3 separate regions of the Mus musculus genome follow, and all the other regions are linked to region 1. A link is a contact called in public promoter capture Hi-C data. All regions are on one chromosome and are shown on one strand. Each heading gives the region's core, a stretch centred on a gene start, on an enhancer-like site or on the middle of the called end of the contact. The rest is flanking DNA. Distances are from core to core; before and after follow the strand shown. Region 1 holds the start of Igdcc3 (immunoglobulin superfamily, DCC subclass, member 3). Region 2 holds the start of Uchl4 (ubiquitin carboxyl-terminal esterase L4). Region 3 holds the start of Megf11 (multiple EGF-like-domains 11).

Evidence for each region. Promoter capture Hi-C pulls out the DNA fragments that hold promoters and counts their contacts. Capture Hi-C pulls out chosen DNA fragments and counts their contacts.
Region 2: a promoter capture Hi-C map of cranial neural crest shows a contact between it and region 1. The contact joins the promoter of Uchl4 here to the promoter of Igdcc3 in region 1. A contact is called at or near these places in 2 of 39 promoter capture datasets (cranial neural crest and pre-B cells) and 1 of 115 datasets of contacts at active chromatin or transcription factors (embryonic forebrain).
Region 3: a promoter capture Hi-C map of liver shows a contact between it and region 1, with 2.8 times the contacts expected there. The contact joins the promoter of Megf11 here to the promoter of Igdcc3 in region 1. A contact is called at or near these places in 4 of 39 promoter capture datasets (3T3-L1-derived adipocytes, the HPC-7 cell line and hematopoietic stem and progenitor cells), 1 of 484 Hi-C or Micro-C datasets (embryonic stem cells), 1 of 115 datasets of contacts at active chromatin or transcription factors (embryonic stem cells) and 2 of 9 other capture datasets (embryonic stem cells and liver).

What each region holds. Positions count from the first base shown.
Region 1 is chr9:65,138,231-65,143,233 of GRCm38.p6, reverse strand. It overlaps Igdcc3 (immunoglobulin superfamily, DCC subclass, member 3), which reads right to left and starts at 2,080. Exons shown (of 14, transcript NM_001357257.1): 1 at 1,681-2,080. The coding sequence starts at 1,819.
Region 2 is chr9:64,232,672-64,237,674 of GRCm38.p6, reverse strand. Uchl4 (ubiquitin carboxyl-terminal esterase L4) reads right to left here and starts at 2,474. Exons shown (of 1, transcript NM_033607.1): 1 at 1,313-2,474. The coding sequence starts at 2,436. The coding sequence ends at 1,735. The region is part of intron 1 of Map2k1 (mitogen-activated protein kinase kinase 1); the gene reads left to right.
Region 3 is chr9:64,383,591-64,388,593 of GRCm38.p6, reverse strand. Megf11 (multiple EGF-like-domains 11) reads right to left here and starts at 2,968. Exons shown (of 25, transcript NM_001134399.1): 1 at 2,766-2,968.

The DNA of each region.
Region 1 (5,003 bases), core at 831-3,330:
CCTTGTGTGGGCCATTCACCTTTAATCCCAGCACTCAGGAGGCAGAGTCAGGTGGATCTCTGAGTCCCAAGCCAGTCTGATCTACAGAGGAAATTCCAGGGCAGCCAGTGCTACACAAAGAAACCCTGTCTCCAAAAAAACCCTAAAAAGCAGAATGAAATAGAAATAAATCAGGTTTCTATTTGCTGGTAAAAACCTCAGAGACTTGGTCCAGTGCCTGGTAGGGAGACCCTGTATTCAGGGTACGGGCTGTGTATGGCCTGTCCTCCTTATCCCATGCTCTGGGTGTTGTTTCTTTGGCCTTTGTTATAAGGAGAGTTGGGGAATGGTAAACATCAATTTACATTTCCCAGATTTAGCAGAAAACACTTGTGTACCTAGAATCTTCACTCCTGGGTAACCTCAGGATAAAAAAGAGCGGGAGGTGAGTGTGGGAGGGATGAGTGAATCAGGGTCCAGGCAGAAGGAATAGGCTCTCATATCCCAGAGGTGACAGCAAGTCTCTCCAGCAAGTACTTTACCAGATCAGTTATGCCTTCACTCCAAGAGAAACAAGCCCTCTTGGTCTAAAGGGGCGGGCACCGAGCCCCCACCACACATTTCCAGGGAACTAGTGACCCTGGACCCGGCTCCTCCCTCGCAGACTCAAGCCCCTCCCTGCTGGGTGAGACCTAGTGGGGTGGAGGGTCTAGGCATTGCCTTCTCTGTAGCATAAGGACAGTTTAAGACACTTGAGGATCACAGTCGTTCAAATCCTTTACATCCTTCACATATCCTAAGTCTGAGCCGCCTCTTCCCCCAATCCAACCCCGCTATAGCTATCGGGGATAAAGTTTCTCTCGGGTGCAGATGCAATATTTTGCTTTTTAGGAAGGAAGGGAAGGAAAGAATAATCCAAATGTGTGTCTGCGAAGGACTTGAGACAGCGGAGGGCTTAGATCCACATCCTTCTTTGCTGAGATGAATCTTTTACAGCCCGGGAGGAAGCGACGGGTAGCCGGGAGAACCCAGGGCAGGGACTCCTAGAGAGCTCCCTCGGGGAAGGGCGGGGCCCTGGGCAGCACCGCTGGTAGGCGCTTGCCCTGGGCGACCCTTTCCTCCAGCTCTCCCAGCCCTTGGCAGGATCGCCCACTCAGTCCACCAGGAATCTTTCCTTCCTGTTCGTCGGATACCCCCGAACCCAGTCCCAGCTCTAAACCCTGGGGGATGCCTTCTCAGCCCAGTGCAGTAGAGTCCCGGACCCCGACCCCGATCTGTCGCTTCCGGCTTCGTTCGCCTCGGGCTACTCAGGGTCCCCAGCCGAGCTCTGTGCACCCGGGCTCGCCTTCCTCTGTTGGGACTCCTCCGCTCTTTCTCCTCGGGCTTGTTTCCTCCACTCCGCACTGCCAGCTTGCCTTCCCAACTCCCGCTTTGCTCCGCTCCCAGTTCCTCTGCCCAGAATCGGCATCCTGCCCTGAACCTATCCTGAGCCCCGAAGGCGTAGAAAACCGAGCCCCGGCCCTCTCCCGGGGTTCTCCCGCCGAACCCCTGCAGTCCTTCAAACTACCGGCAGCCCTGCCGGAGTGGGTTTCCCCGTGCCCGCAGCGCGCTGTCCCGCCAGGTCCCTCCAGCACGCGCTCCTAGCGCAGGTTCCCGCAGTGTCCCGGGGTCCGCCCCTCTCGCCTGGGTCCTGAGGCTCACCCAGGCTTGGCGCAGGCAGCGGCAACAGCAGCAGCAGCAACAGCAGCGGCGGCGGCGGCGGCGGCAGCAACGGCGGCAGAAACCCGGGCCGGCGCAGCGCGGGCAGGCGGCGCGGGGACGCGGTGCGCGGCTCAGCCATCGGTCTCTCGGTCCGCTGGGCTCGGCGACGCACGGCGCTACTCAGGGGGGTGGTTGGGGTCTCACGGGCTCACAGCGTCCCGCGGGGCCGGCGCCGGAGCCGGGGCCGGGGCTCGGGCCGGGGCCGAGCCCGGGCGGCGGGAGGCTGGGGCCGCATGCCGGCCTTAGCGGGGATCGGGTATCACGGAGAGCGCCGCTTGCGCCATCTTGCACCCACCGCGGCGATCTGTCAGCCGCGCCCGGGGTGCGCGCTCCGCACTCCGCCCGCGCCCGCACCGCCCTCCTCCTCTGCCCGCCGCCCCCCTCTCCTCCCCTCCCCCAGCCCCCTCTCCCTGGAGGCCGGGTCTGGGGAACAAAAGAGCCGGCGAGCGCTTTAAGCGGCCGGACATTCCCGGCTGCGCAGCGGACGCGCCCCCTGCGCTTTGAACTGCAGCGGGAGCTGCCGCGCCGACCCGGACTGCAGTAAGGTATCCGCTCCTCGTGGTCCGTCCGGACTTGAGGATCTGGGAACGTGAAGACTGTGAGAGAGGGTCCCAGCTGCGGAAAAACACGCAAAACTGAGGTGTTTGCGTCCCCCCACTTTCTCAGCGGTGTCTCTTCCACTATACCCAACTCTGTGTTTTTAAAGACAATTCCCTTAAAACTGCTCAAAGTTGTTAGACATTCGGTATCCTCTAGGTTCCTTGTCCTATTCAAGGGATGAGTTGTGTAGCTTCAAGACTGGCTTCTCAAGGCTAAGTTAGGGCACTCCCGTAGGTGAGAAGAGCACCCCTAACATAAGAGCCCCATAGAAACCCGAGATCCCTCCCAGTTCTGCCTGCTGTCCAGCCCAGTCATTCTCACTGAGTTGGTCTGAAACCTGAAGACAACACTATATTCCCTCAACTTTGCGGATCTTTAAGAGCAAGGGTCCAGGTAAATGACCTGTAGCTGGGTCAGCACACTGGAAGGTACAGTCGCCAGCAACTTCTCTTTGCTATCGTATCTGATGTCTCACATATGGGAAGACAGCTCTTCAGAGAGACATATATGTGCTGTCCAAGTTGATGTTGAGTCTTGTCTTTTTACTACTGTATGCAGACATATGTTGGGGTCCAACTTGATGGGGGAGTCCATCAAAATTACAGAGCACCCACTTAACCCTGGTAGCAGTGTCTGTCTCTGGCAGCATTTGGAGGCAAGAGTGTAATGGCTTCTCACCTCTCCTAGCCCAGGGTGGCCTTGAATCCACTTTGTAGTAGTGGGTGATCTTGGATTGTTTAATCCTCCTGTCTCCACCTTCCAAGTTCGAGGAGTACAAGTATTTGGCACCATGCTTTCATGCAGGTAAGTAAAGAAGGCTTGGTTCAGCAGGGAAAGGAACCTGCAGCCAAGCCTGACTCACCAGCATCCCTGGAACCTACATGGTTGAAAAAGAAAATGACACCCATAGGAAATTATTCTCTGACAGCGAGCCACACTTGCACCATGGCACATGTACAAACATACACACATAGACACACACACACACACACACACACACACACACACACACACACTCACACAGAGTAAATAGATAAAATGTTCTGCAATTCTCTAATTTAAATCTAATTTAAAAAACTTTCAGAGGAGTCCAGGATAATGGCACACATCATTAATCCCAGCACTTGGGAAGCAGAGGCGGGTGGATCTCTGTGAGTTCAAGGCCATCCTGATCTACATATAGAGTTTTAGGGCAGCCAAGACTACGTAGTGAGACCCTGTCTAAAACAACACAACCAAAACAAAACAAAAAGCCAAGCAGAGGTGGCATACACCTTTAATCCCAGCACTCAGGAGGCAGAGGCAGAGGATCATTGTGAATATGAGGCCAGCCTGGTCTATAGAGCTAGTTCCAGGACAACTAGGGCTACACACAGAGAAACAATGTCTTGAACCCCCACACACACAAATAAGTAAATAAATAGATAAATAAATAACAAAACAGAAAACCTTTAGGCCTCTAGTAATCAGATGTCTGTCCATGGGCAGATCTACATTAATATGAGCCTGAGAAGATAGCCTGCAATTCTGTGAGCAGAGCAGAGACCCCAGTCTGCCATTGCCACAAAAGGACTCATTGAGGAAGGGCCAGAGTGAGGCCTCTACAGACAACAGGGAAGGTAGTACTGAAGAAGGGGCCTCCTTGCGGCCTAAAGTCCTGGAATGCCCTCCTGCAGGCCTTGAATTATCAACCACCCCTTATTGGCATGTTCTGGACTCCAGAGAGGTCAAATTGGTGTCCTGAATTGCTGTCATTTTAAATTCATCTTGACAAGTGTTTAATTCTTCTTTATCACAACCCGTGGTCTGAGAGTGATATGCAAATAATGGCTATTCTGCTGCATGCAAAATGTGCAGTATCTCTCTGTATGATCTGTCAATTAACTCTGAGCCTGGCCCACCAGCCACTTTGGGGGTGGTCTTGGGCATGACAGCCTCTGCTGGCCTATGATTCCTTCCAATGAAAAGGCACTTTCTGGGCTCCTTAAAGATCTCAGCAGAGGGCAGCTGTCAGCTGTGATCCTGAGATGTGTGGAGTACGGGTCTGAGCATGGAGAGTTCTGAGACTGTGTATACACCTGAGGGTGTTTGTGAAGAAGAGCATGCAGGGTGAACCTGACGGGTCACTGATAGCAGGTACATCCCAGGTCAGCTATGATGCAACTCAACACATCGGTGGACGTTGCAGTTTCAAAGGGTTGGCAGGGATCTAATACACTCCTCCAACTTAAGAGGCATGCATGTGGTGTGCCTGTGTATGTGCAGGCAAACACATGCTAGGTAAGTATTCAACTGCACAATGACATTTGCAGTCCCTTTTTTGGGTTTTTCGAGACAGGGTTTCTCTGTGCAGTCCTGGCTGTCCTGGAACTCACTCTGTAGACCAGGCTGGTCTCGAACTCAGAAATCCACCTGCCTCTGCCTCCCGAGTGCTGGGATTAAAGACGTATGCCACCATACCTGGCTGAAGCTTTAGTTTTTTTTTTCTTGGACCCATCTTCTTTCTACTCTCAAAATTTACTGTTTCCTATCCTGGGCCAGGAAGACTTGAGAAAACTCTAGTCAGTTGGTTCCAGAAAGAACATATCTTGAAGCTGAGGGATGGCTTATTGCTCTTGCAGAGGACCCTGATTTGGCTCTCAGTGCCACTACTGGATGGCTCA
Region 2 (5,003 bases), core at 1,225-3,724, 910 kb after region 1:
TCCAGATATAGCCAAAGTTGTACCTTGTGCTGTGGCTGGACTTGGTAATGTGTAAGGGTCACCCAGGTGGTACTGGTTTTGAAGGCATGAAGGAGTTGAGCAGAGCAGCTGAGGCTTGGCACAGTGAGAGGCCATGGAAGGCCATTGGTGAAAGTGCAGCCTCAGTTGCAATTGATGGCCCAGGACTGAAGGGGTCATGCAGTGTTTTGGAGATGCCAGTACCATGAGATGACCACCAAGAGCAGCAGCAGCAGTGGAGTACAGGCATCTGGAGCCTAGAGGATGACTCGTGTGCTACAAAGGGCCTGGCTGGAGAAGTGACCCAAGCCCTTGGAGGAGCCCAGAAGATCGTGAGTTGGATCCCAGACATTGGACAGTTGGAGATTGACTTTTGCTTTTGATTGTGACTGTGCCCTGATATTTTCCCTCTTGAAGAAAGAAACTGTTTTAGTGGAGCCCACAGTTAAGAGACTTTTAATTGTAAAAAGACTTTGGATTTTAAAAGAGATGGATATTTTAAAGAGATTGAAATTTTAAGCATATGTAAAGACTGTGGGACTTTTAAAGTTATTTAGAATGGGGATGAATAAGATTGTAAGGGTTGAGGCTTACTAGTGATGTTTTTGTGTGTCAAGTTGACAAGGGGTCAATTGTACTGGCTAGTTTTGTGTCAACTTGACACAGCTGGAGTTATCACAGAGAAAGGAGCTTCAGTTGAGGAAATGCCTCCATGAGATCCAACTGTAAGGCATTTTCTCAATTAGTGATCAAGGGGGAAAGGCCCCTTGTGGGTGGGACCATCTCAGGGCTGGTAGTCTTGGTTCTATAAGAAAGCAGGCTGAGCAAGCCAGGTGAGGCAAGCCAGTAAAGAACATCCCTCCATGGCCTCTGCATCAGCTCCTGCTTCCTGACCTGCTTGAGTTCCAGTCCTGGCTTCCTTGGTGATGAACAGCAGTATGGAAGTGTAAGCCGAATAAACCCTTTCCTCACCAACTTGTTTCTTGGTCATGATGTTTGTGCAGGAATAGAAACCCCGACTAAGACAACTAGGATTGCAAAAATGTGCTGTATATCACTCATTTGTGTCTACTGATAAACCATGGTCACTGAGGGCTGCCAAGATGCCTTAGCAATTCAAGCCACCTGCCTGCTGATGCCCCTGGGAGCCACATGGTGGAAGGTGAGACCTGACTCTTGCTCAGTGGCACATGTGTACCCACAGACACATAAATGTAACAAAAGTAAAACTAAAAAATGTAGTCATTGAAGGCAAGGAAAGCTGCTTTCCCCAAGGACGGCGAGGCCTACGTTTCAGGAAAGACCGGGCTTCGTATCATAGTATATTAACATAGAGACTTTGGCAGATTATTATTCTTTTTTGTTTGTTTGTTGTTGTTGTTTATTTTTTGTTTTTCGAGATAGGATTTCTCTATGCAGCGCTGGCTGTCCTGGAACTTGCTTTGTAGACCAGGCTAGTCTAGAACTTGGAGAGCCACCTGCCTCTGTCTCCTGAGTACTGGGATTAAAGGTATACACCACCACTGCTGGGCTATTCTTGTACTAGAACATTCCTTCTACAACAGTTTCTTTTGCCTTGTTTGTTTGTTTGTTTGTTTCCACATAAAGTTTAATTAGTCAAGTTAATGAAAATATTAAAAATTTTGAGTTAGTTATGGCATCAGAAATTTAACTTTTGTTGCAAATAATACAGTATTTGGTGTTTCTGTCAAGATGCTATGCTGCCGAGAGAGCAATTGCATTAAATCTTAACTCATCAGGGTCACGTTCCATGAACTTCTTGCAAACTTTTATGACATCCTCTAACAACGTCTCATCGCTAGTTTTCCCATGGTTAATTGGAAATGGTTTCCATCCATCTAATTCATAGAGATGCCCATCTACATGTACTAACGCAATAAAATGAAGATCTACTTTTTCATCTATACTTGGTGCCTCAGTCTGACCTTCATGTGCACTGGTTTCATGAGTAACTCGAATAGCGTCATAGTTCTCCAGGTATTTGGCTCTCTCTTCAGGGCTCATTGATACAGACTCCTCCAGGAACTTTTTCAATGTTGACCCTGATTCAAAGTGCACCTTGTCTTTGTTGTTTGCAATGGCATGGATTAGTCCAATCGTTCCAATCGTTCCACAGGCATTGCTGATGGTTTGTTTCATAAAATATACTGATGATGTCACATCTTGTCCTTGAGATTTTATCTTTTCTTCCTCTTCTGTTCTGAAGACTTCATACTTTTCTGTGATAGGGAAGAGGAGTAACACTGCGCACACTGGTCTTGGTATGATGCTAAGAAGTTCAGACTCCATCCCGTACACATCAACAAACTGCCAGTTAGGATGCAGGCCTAATTGCTTGAGAAACTGGTTGGTGACCTCAGGGTTGGCCTCCAGTGGCAGCCAGCGTTGACCCTCCATGACTGCTCCGTCGGCCTCTCTCCAGCTCTGACCTTGCCTTGTTTAATATTGGTAACTAAATAACTCCTGGGTTAACCATAAATGGAATTTGTTGCATCCCTATTTCTGAGTGTGGTAATTAAAAAAAAAAATCTAAGCCATTTTCATATTAAAAAGCCTTACCATCTTTAGCAGGGAAAGATAAGGGGAAAGAGTTGGAAAAGTACCAGAAACAAGTGACAGGTGTTTTGGTGAGTTATGTTTCAGCTTGCTCTCCAGTCACAGGAGGAGTGTAAATTGCTGGTGATCATGTGAGGCAGAGGGGATGGAGGGTGAGCGGAAATCAGTGGTTCCGGAGGCACCGACCCTTCCATCACCAGAGGCTTGCCCACTGCTGGGGACCTGAGACAACTCCTGGGCAAGTTGCTTTCCTGATAGACAGGGCTGCCCATGGGGACTAAGGCTTGCTTTAGTCTTCAAGGTAATAAAAATGGATGTGTGCAAGAAGACTAGTAGGATGGAGTCCAAAGACTAAAGAGGAACTGGAGAAACAGCTGGCATTCACTGAGGGCTTTCTGGTCTCTGTAGTCACGGATATTCTACAAGAACGGTTACCAGAGTCCATTGTACCAGTTGGCGATGTGAAGCTCAGGGAAGCTTAGTAGTTTCATAGGGTTGTATAACTGGTAAGCTGTGGATCTAGGTTAGAGCCTAGGTCAGGCCTCGGCTAACATCATTCCCCACCCCACTGTGTAAAATGCAGGAGGATTTTGTAGTGTTGTACTTTTCTAAACTAGACATTACCCACATATAGCTATTTATATCTAAATTAACTAAAATTCAGTACAGTTTAAATACCAGTTTCTCAGCCATACTAGTTACCTTTAAAAGCCTTATTGGCCACTGTGGCAACTGTTTTGGGCAGCATACATGTAGACTATTTCTGTCATTGTATAATGTCTGTGAGTACTGGTCTAGAAGTCAACCATCTTGTCCTTTAGTTAATTCTTGCCCTTTTGCTTTGCAAAGGACAAAATGAAGGATGAGAAAAGAGGCAACTCATTCAACCAAAGAACACAGTTGATCCAGGCTCTTAGCCTGGCTGCACAGTGGAGTCTCCCGTGCCCTCTGTCTTTCCTTAAAACACAAACCGTAGAATTTAGAAGTAGTGATTTTTTTTTTTCTGTGCCTCCAGCTTCACTCCGTCTCTCTGTTGCTAGATTCTTTCTTCTGAAGCTTTTCTCTCAAGTTCAAAGGGTATATCCGAGTTGGCTTCCCCCAAGGAAATAAAAGATGTTTGTTGGAAAGGAATTCCACGCTTAATATATGAAGCGGCCCTTGGATCCCTTTGCTTCCTTCTTTGCCTTCCTTCCAGGCACTTTGTAATTGAACTTGCAGCTGCTAACCATCTGTCTTCCAAACAGTTCAGATGACAGAGGTTTGTGTGCCTCAAATGCTCGCAGCTGCCTGTTATTTGCTGTCCACATACATGGCATTTGTGTAGGCCAGATAGAATTAGATTATGACCAAAATGACAGTGGATCCCAGCATAGTGCTGGGATTGATTATAGGCATGTATCATCACACCTCGCCCCAGATTACAGTGTGGTTCTAATTCGTTTGTTAAAGATTAAGATACTTAATGTTCATTGAACTGATATTAGATATGTATCTTGTATACCAGGTACTGGTTTGCAAGATAGACTTTCTCTCTCTCTCTCTCTCTCTCTCTCTCTCTCCCTCCCTTCCTCCCTCCCTCCCTCTCTCCCTTCCTTCCTTTTTAAAGATTTATTTATTTATTATACATAAGTACACTGTAGCTGTCTTCAGACTCTCCAGAAGAGGGCATCAGATCTTGTTACAGATGGTTGTGAGCCACCATGTGGTTGCTGGGAATTGAACTCAGGACTTCAGAAGAGCAGTTGGTACTCTTAACCACTGAGCCATCTCTCCAGCCTAAGACTTTCTTTCTTTATTGAGGCAGAATTTACTATGAAGCTTTGATTGGCTTGTCTCTTTCTCCTAAGTGTTGGGACTCATAGCATGTCTCAACATGTCTGATCCTAAATGGAATTTAGGTGAAAACTGAAAAATGGGGCTAGATGTAGTGGTGCATGCTTTTAAGTTCAGCCCTTGGGAAGCAGAGGCAGGTTGGTCTCTGTAATTTCAAGGCCAGACTGATCTAAGTATCATACTATAGGCTAGTGAAGGTTACATAGTGAGACGCTGTCTGACTTACCAAAAAAAAAAAAAGAAATCTGAAAATTGCATTTAAATCTTATCTGAATTATGTTACTAGTATTTGCTATCTATGCATCTGCCTATTTAGTCTTTGAATTCAGTAAAGGCTTCTTTTAGATCTTAGCTCTGAAGTAAATTGAAGAATCATGTATAAATGTCCCTTGAGTCAAGCTATTAAAGACATTTAAATTATACTCTCCAGTGTCTAAATGGCAGTCTGAAGTGTATGTGTGTGCCTGTGGGGGATGGGCATGTGGGAGTAGAAAGGAGGCATTGTACTGAGATAATATTTTTAGGACGCCAGTGTAATTAGCAGACTTGGGGTTTAGAAAATTGCCCTTTAGAAG
Region 3 (5,003 bases), core at 1,719-4,218, 760 kb after region 1:
GTCGGCATAGTAAGCTGGGGACCATGCTTGGCTGAGTCCCTGGGCCCAAGGAGTTGCTGCAGAGCTAAGGGTTGACCAGATGTCCCTAGGAGGGGAAAGGCCCAGTTCATACAAAGCCTAGAATACCCAAGCACCTAGAATCTACTACACTTGTCTGTTTATGTATGTGTTTAGGGAGAGAGGGTGCATGCCACAGCAAGCATGTGAAGGCAGGAGGACAAATTTTGTGGGAATCAGCTCTCTCCTCCCACCACGTGAGTCTCCAGGATTGAACTCATGTTGTCAGGCTTGGCCGCAAGCACCCTTACTGGGCTGGACCATCTCATTTGCCAGCACCTGCTTTCTATAAGTGAGGCTTGGCAGAAGCAAAGGAATGCGTGAAGCCTCCGTGAAACCTAGGAAGCTTGCGGGGGGGGGGGGGGAAACAAGCAGGAGAGAGGGGGGTAACAGCTTCCGCAGCTTCCACAGCCATCTCCCTGGCCCTAGGGTCACTGACTTCTGCCTTCAGAGACAACTGCTAACCTTCCCCTTCCACAGAGGTTGTGGACCTGTAGGCCAAGTGCTGAACTTGAGTTCTCCTTGACCCACACCGTTTCACTGCCTGAGGTTAGCAGTGAAACCTTGGCTTGGGAAATCTTTCTCTTCCCGTAGTAGTGCGTGAGGCTCACTCTAGATCCTGTGGGAATGGTTTCAGCTGAGAGTGCCTGCCGGACTCTGCTACACAGCAACCCCTGTTGTGCCCTCCACGTGTGCCCCACAGGCCACCGGAGAGGCAGGTCCGTGGCATCTTAAAGCAGACAGGCAAAGCACAAACTTGGCATACAGTAGACATGGCTCCTCTTGGGAGATGCTGGTTACCCACGGTGTCCTGCCTCTAACCTTCCAACCTCCTGGCCCTCCAGCCTTTTCATCATTCAATGGCCTAACACTAAGAAAGTGGAAATCAACGGGGGAAATCAGGAAAGGTGCCCAGCCCTTAGGCAGGAAGACTTCCCTTAGTCAGCTCTAAGGGAGTCCCTTCACTTCTTTGGGCTTCAGTAGGCTGATCTGCAGAATGGGAGGAAAGGGAAGGACTGCAGTTACAGGCTTCAATTTTCTAGGGGCTTAAACAATGTGTGAGCAACAGCAAGAGCCCGGTGCTTGGTGCACACCGCAGGAAAAGCCGCCAAAGAAACAGGTTAAGCTTCACATCCTAGGCTGGGCGTTAATGTCAATGCTCTGGGACACTGAACCCAACCTTCAGGGAGGGGGCGATGGCCCGTAGATGATCCTCTCTGCAAAGAACTCCAGCTTTTTTGCTACTTCTAAACCTCCGCTAAGCCTCACAAAAGATCTTTTCGGCTTGCAGTCCAACAAAGACCGAACGCTGGAAAGAGATGAGGGTCGGCGAATCCAGCCACTGGACTCCCGGAGCCAAAACACTATCGGGGCAGGCTCGGGACGGTCCCGGCAGCCTGCCGCGCGCCACCACCTGGTCAGGACATTAACCCCAGTTTCCCCCAGGACAGTGATGGGCGCAGATGCGCTGGGCACAAGTATCCTTGCCACAGAGAGCTGGGAAGGCGGGGAGCCCTAACCTCCTGGTAAGCATCCTCCAACCTGCGGGAGGCCCTGCTGTATAGGCTCCCGGAGGGACCAGGCGTGGGAGAATCTGATCCCAGTCACTTGGACCGGTTTTTCTCGAGAGCATCACCAGCCCGGAAAGAGGCCGGCTGGCCTCGCAGCAGGCACTCACGGGGACGGATTCTGAGACGCGACGACAGTGGGATGGAGCGTGGGAGGCAGTTCCAGGAAAAAGCATCTGGGGTTCGAGGGCTCTGGGGCCCGCCAGGCGGAGACCCAGAGCTCCCAGACTACAGACCGATCGTGACTCCGTCCCACTCGCAACCTTGGTCCCGGGAAGGAACGGTTTTACCTATTTTTCAAGTCTTTTTTTTTTCCTCCTAAAAATTAAAAGACTAAATCAAGTCTTAGGGGAAGGTGCCTGCGCAGGGCTGCCACCAGGACCACTGTGTGCCCAGCTACAACACTACCGCCCGCGTTTGGGAGAGAAGTTAGGAAGTTCGGGACAGCCGCCCACGAGCGCAGGAAGAGGGACTCGCTTCTCTTTTAACTTTGGGTGTTGGGGTCTCCGCCGAGGGTCGGAGGTATGTAGCCAGGGGCGACCCGCAGGACTGCAGGGCGTCCGGGATTCCCTCAGTGAAAGTGGGTAGACAGGATCAGGAGGAAAAAAAGAGAGTGAGTCCACGTTGCGCGTGGCACCGGCTGGGCTTGGGCTCCGCGGGGACCTGCGCGCGGCCCCGCAGCTCTGCGTCGGGACCCGGGTCGGAAGGACGCGGTGCGGGGCGAAGGTCCCGCACATCTAGAATGGCTCTCGGCCGGGAGACCCCAGATTCGCGCAGAGCTGGCAGGTTCCTTCTTCCGGACACCCGCACCGCGACTCTCGGGTCTTCCCCCGCACGTGGAGACGCGGCGGCCGCTGCGTCCTGACTGCGGCCAGAGGACGCGCGCCTGGCCCAGCCGAGGCTCTCTACGTCTCGCATAGACCCCCGGGCGCTCCCGCAAGCCCAGCCATCCACCTTCTGCCCCTCGCCAAACTCGCCTTCTAGAGCCGGGACCTGGCCACGGAGGACCCACGGAGCTGGTGGAAAGTTAGTCGCGACGCTGCAAAGCCCCCTCCCCTGAACTGGAACCCACACCCCGACCCAATGCACCCACAGTGCTCCGAGGCTCCGGGTCCCCGCGGACCCCACCCAACCATCTACCTGCTTCCGTGGCGCGCCCCGGGCTTGGGCCAGCCAGTCGCGCGGTCCTATACCCCGGAGCCGGAGCGGCTTCAGGTCCCCAGGCAGGAGAGGGAGCTGCGAACCGCCCCGAGCCGGGCAGCCGGCTCCGGGCACTGAGAACGAGTGAGCAAGCAGGAGGCTGGAGCCGCTGCGACTGCTGCCACGGCAGCCCCCACCCCCCTGCGTCCCTCGGCCCCTCCCTCTTCCCTCCTCCCTCCGCTCTCCCTCTCCCTCCCACCTCTTTTCAGACCCTGCGATCGCGCGCATTCCCTCGCTCTTTTTCCTAGCTTTCTCTCTGCCGGTTGCCTTCTTTAATTCCCTCTGTTCTCTTCTCACTTCCCTACTCTGCATCCACCCGTTATCGTTCTTTTACCGTTTTTCCCCCGCTCTCTCTTTTCTGTATCTCTTCCTTTTAACCCCTCGCGACTCCCTTCTCCCTCCCCCCCCCCTTTTTTTTTTCCTTCTGACCGACCGATTAGCGTGGCCTCTGCACCTGTTCTTTGTAGAAGCTCTGGCTGGCGAAGCTAGCCCAGGATGGAAGGGGACCAGGAATATGCCCCAAACTGAGCTTTTAACAAGCTGAGTACAGATAGATACCCAGGGAAAGCTAGAAAAGCAAAGAACTCAGTGTGCAGAACAAGCTGAGCTGCACCAGGTAAAGTGCAGACAGCCAGGCCCCAGAGTAAGAACTTGCCATGCTGTGGTCAACTCCAAAGGCTGGACTGCTGTGGTCAACTCCAAAGGCTGGACTTAAACCAGCGGGGCTTCTTGTAGACTTCAAGGTCTTCGAACAGGGGATGAGATGGGGGGTGGGGGGGGGCAGAGGAGGGTGCATGTTAATGATAGGGTGTCAGAGGCCTGGCACTGCACCCAGAGCCACCTGGAAGTCTTCAGTCAGGTGACACTTTAGACTACACCTCGTGTGCTTGTAAGTGGGTCCTAGCCAGGTGGTGGGAACACCTGCTGGTCACCCCTACTCCTTTCCAAGATATGAGGGGCTCACTCCTGCTTCCCTGTTTGCCAGAGGTGGGGGTGGTGGGGTGTTTCCTTCCCTTGAAGTGAGGTGGGGTCCCACACTTGGGAAAGGTGTCCTGCACCCGGAGGGAGAATTTTGCCACTAGAACAGGCAGATTGTCTGTGGCTTTGGGACAAGCCACTCGACCCAGGCTCCCGTGCAGCCTGAGGATCCAGCTCTTTCCCCAGGAGTGTACTCCCTGTCATCTGTCCATTTCAGCCCAGTGGGGTTTGGAGAAATAAGAAGAAGCCCTCTTCCCATTGGCCCACAACAGGCAGCCCTGCTCTGCAAGCACCAGACCAGGTTCATCCAGTAAGTGCTAGGCTTCTGCAGGAATGGTGTGAGCAGATGAGATCTTTCTGCATTGGGGTTTCAGGTCCCAAAACTCCAAACCAACCTCCCCAGCAGTTCCTTACCTTGGAATGTCAAACTAAACGGACAACAGATGGCAGAGCCTCTTGTTCACAACATAAAAGTAGAGCTTGAAACCGGGTGAAGCACTTAGCAAACACCCGGGTCACTCACCCGCCAGAGTGAGTCCCTCCTTAAATTCTGCACCCCAGGAGCTTCCTGCCTTCTCTAGTGCTCTAGCCCCTCCTTTGCAGGACCAACCATCTAGTGATATATGAAGTTCCCCATCTGGCAGTGAGGAGACCAAATCTGACATTGGAAAAAGTTCCCAACTTCATAGCCCTAGGGGGTGTGAGTCTCACACTGGGAAGCCAGCTCCACTCACTGTGACATTAGAAAGATCACTGAGTCCCTCTAGCTTCAGTTTCCCTGTTTGTAAAATGGGAATGCTAACATTACCACAAGCCTTCTGAGGATTAAACCAAAGCCCATTTCCTGGAACAGTGACTGGTGGCACTTGGCCACTGTCTGCGGTTAATATTAGCTTAATTAAAATTAGTCTAGGCTTACACAGCTTCCTCTGCACAGTGGCTCTTGGATTCTGAGCTCCACCTTTATTTACCGTGCCTCTCACTCTGACTTTCTGTGTGGTAGAAATGTCTAAGTGGGCTGGTGGATTCGTGGAGCTGGGTGGGTCTTTCTGGATACCCATTGTGCTCTAGAGCAGCACAAAGCAGGCTGTCCTGCCCGGCTCGTTCCTTGGCTGCACTCACATACTGCCAGGCAGGGATCATGTGTCTAAGGACTGCTGAGGGACAGGGGGGTGGGTGCCTGGTTTTCTGCCATACTCT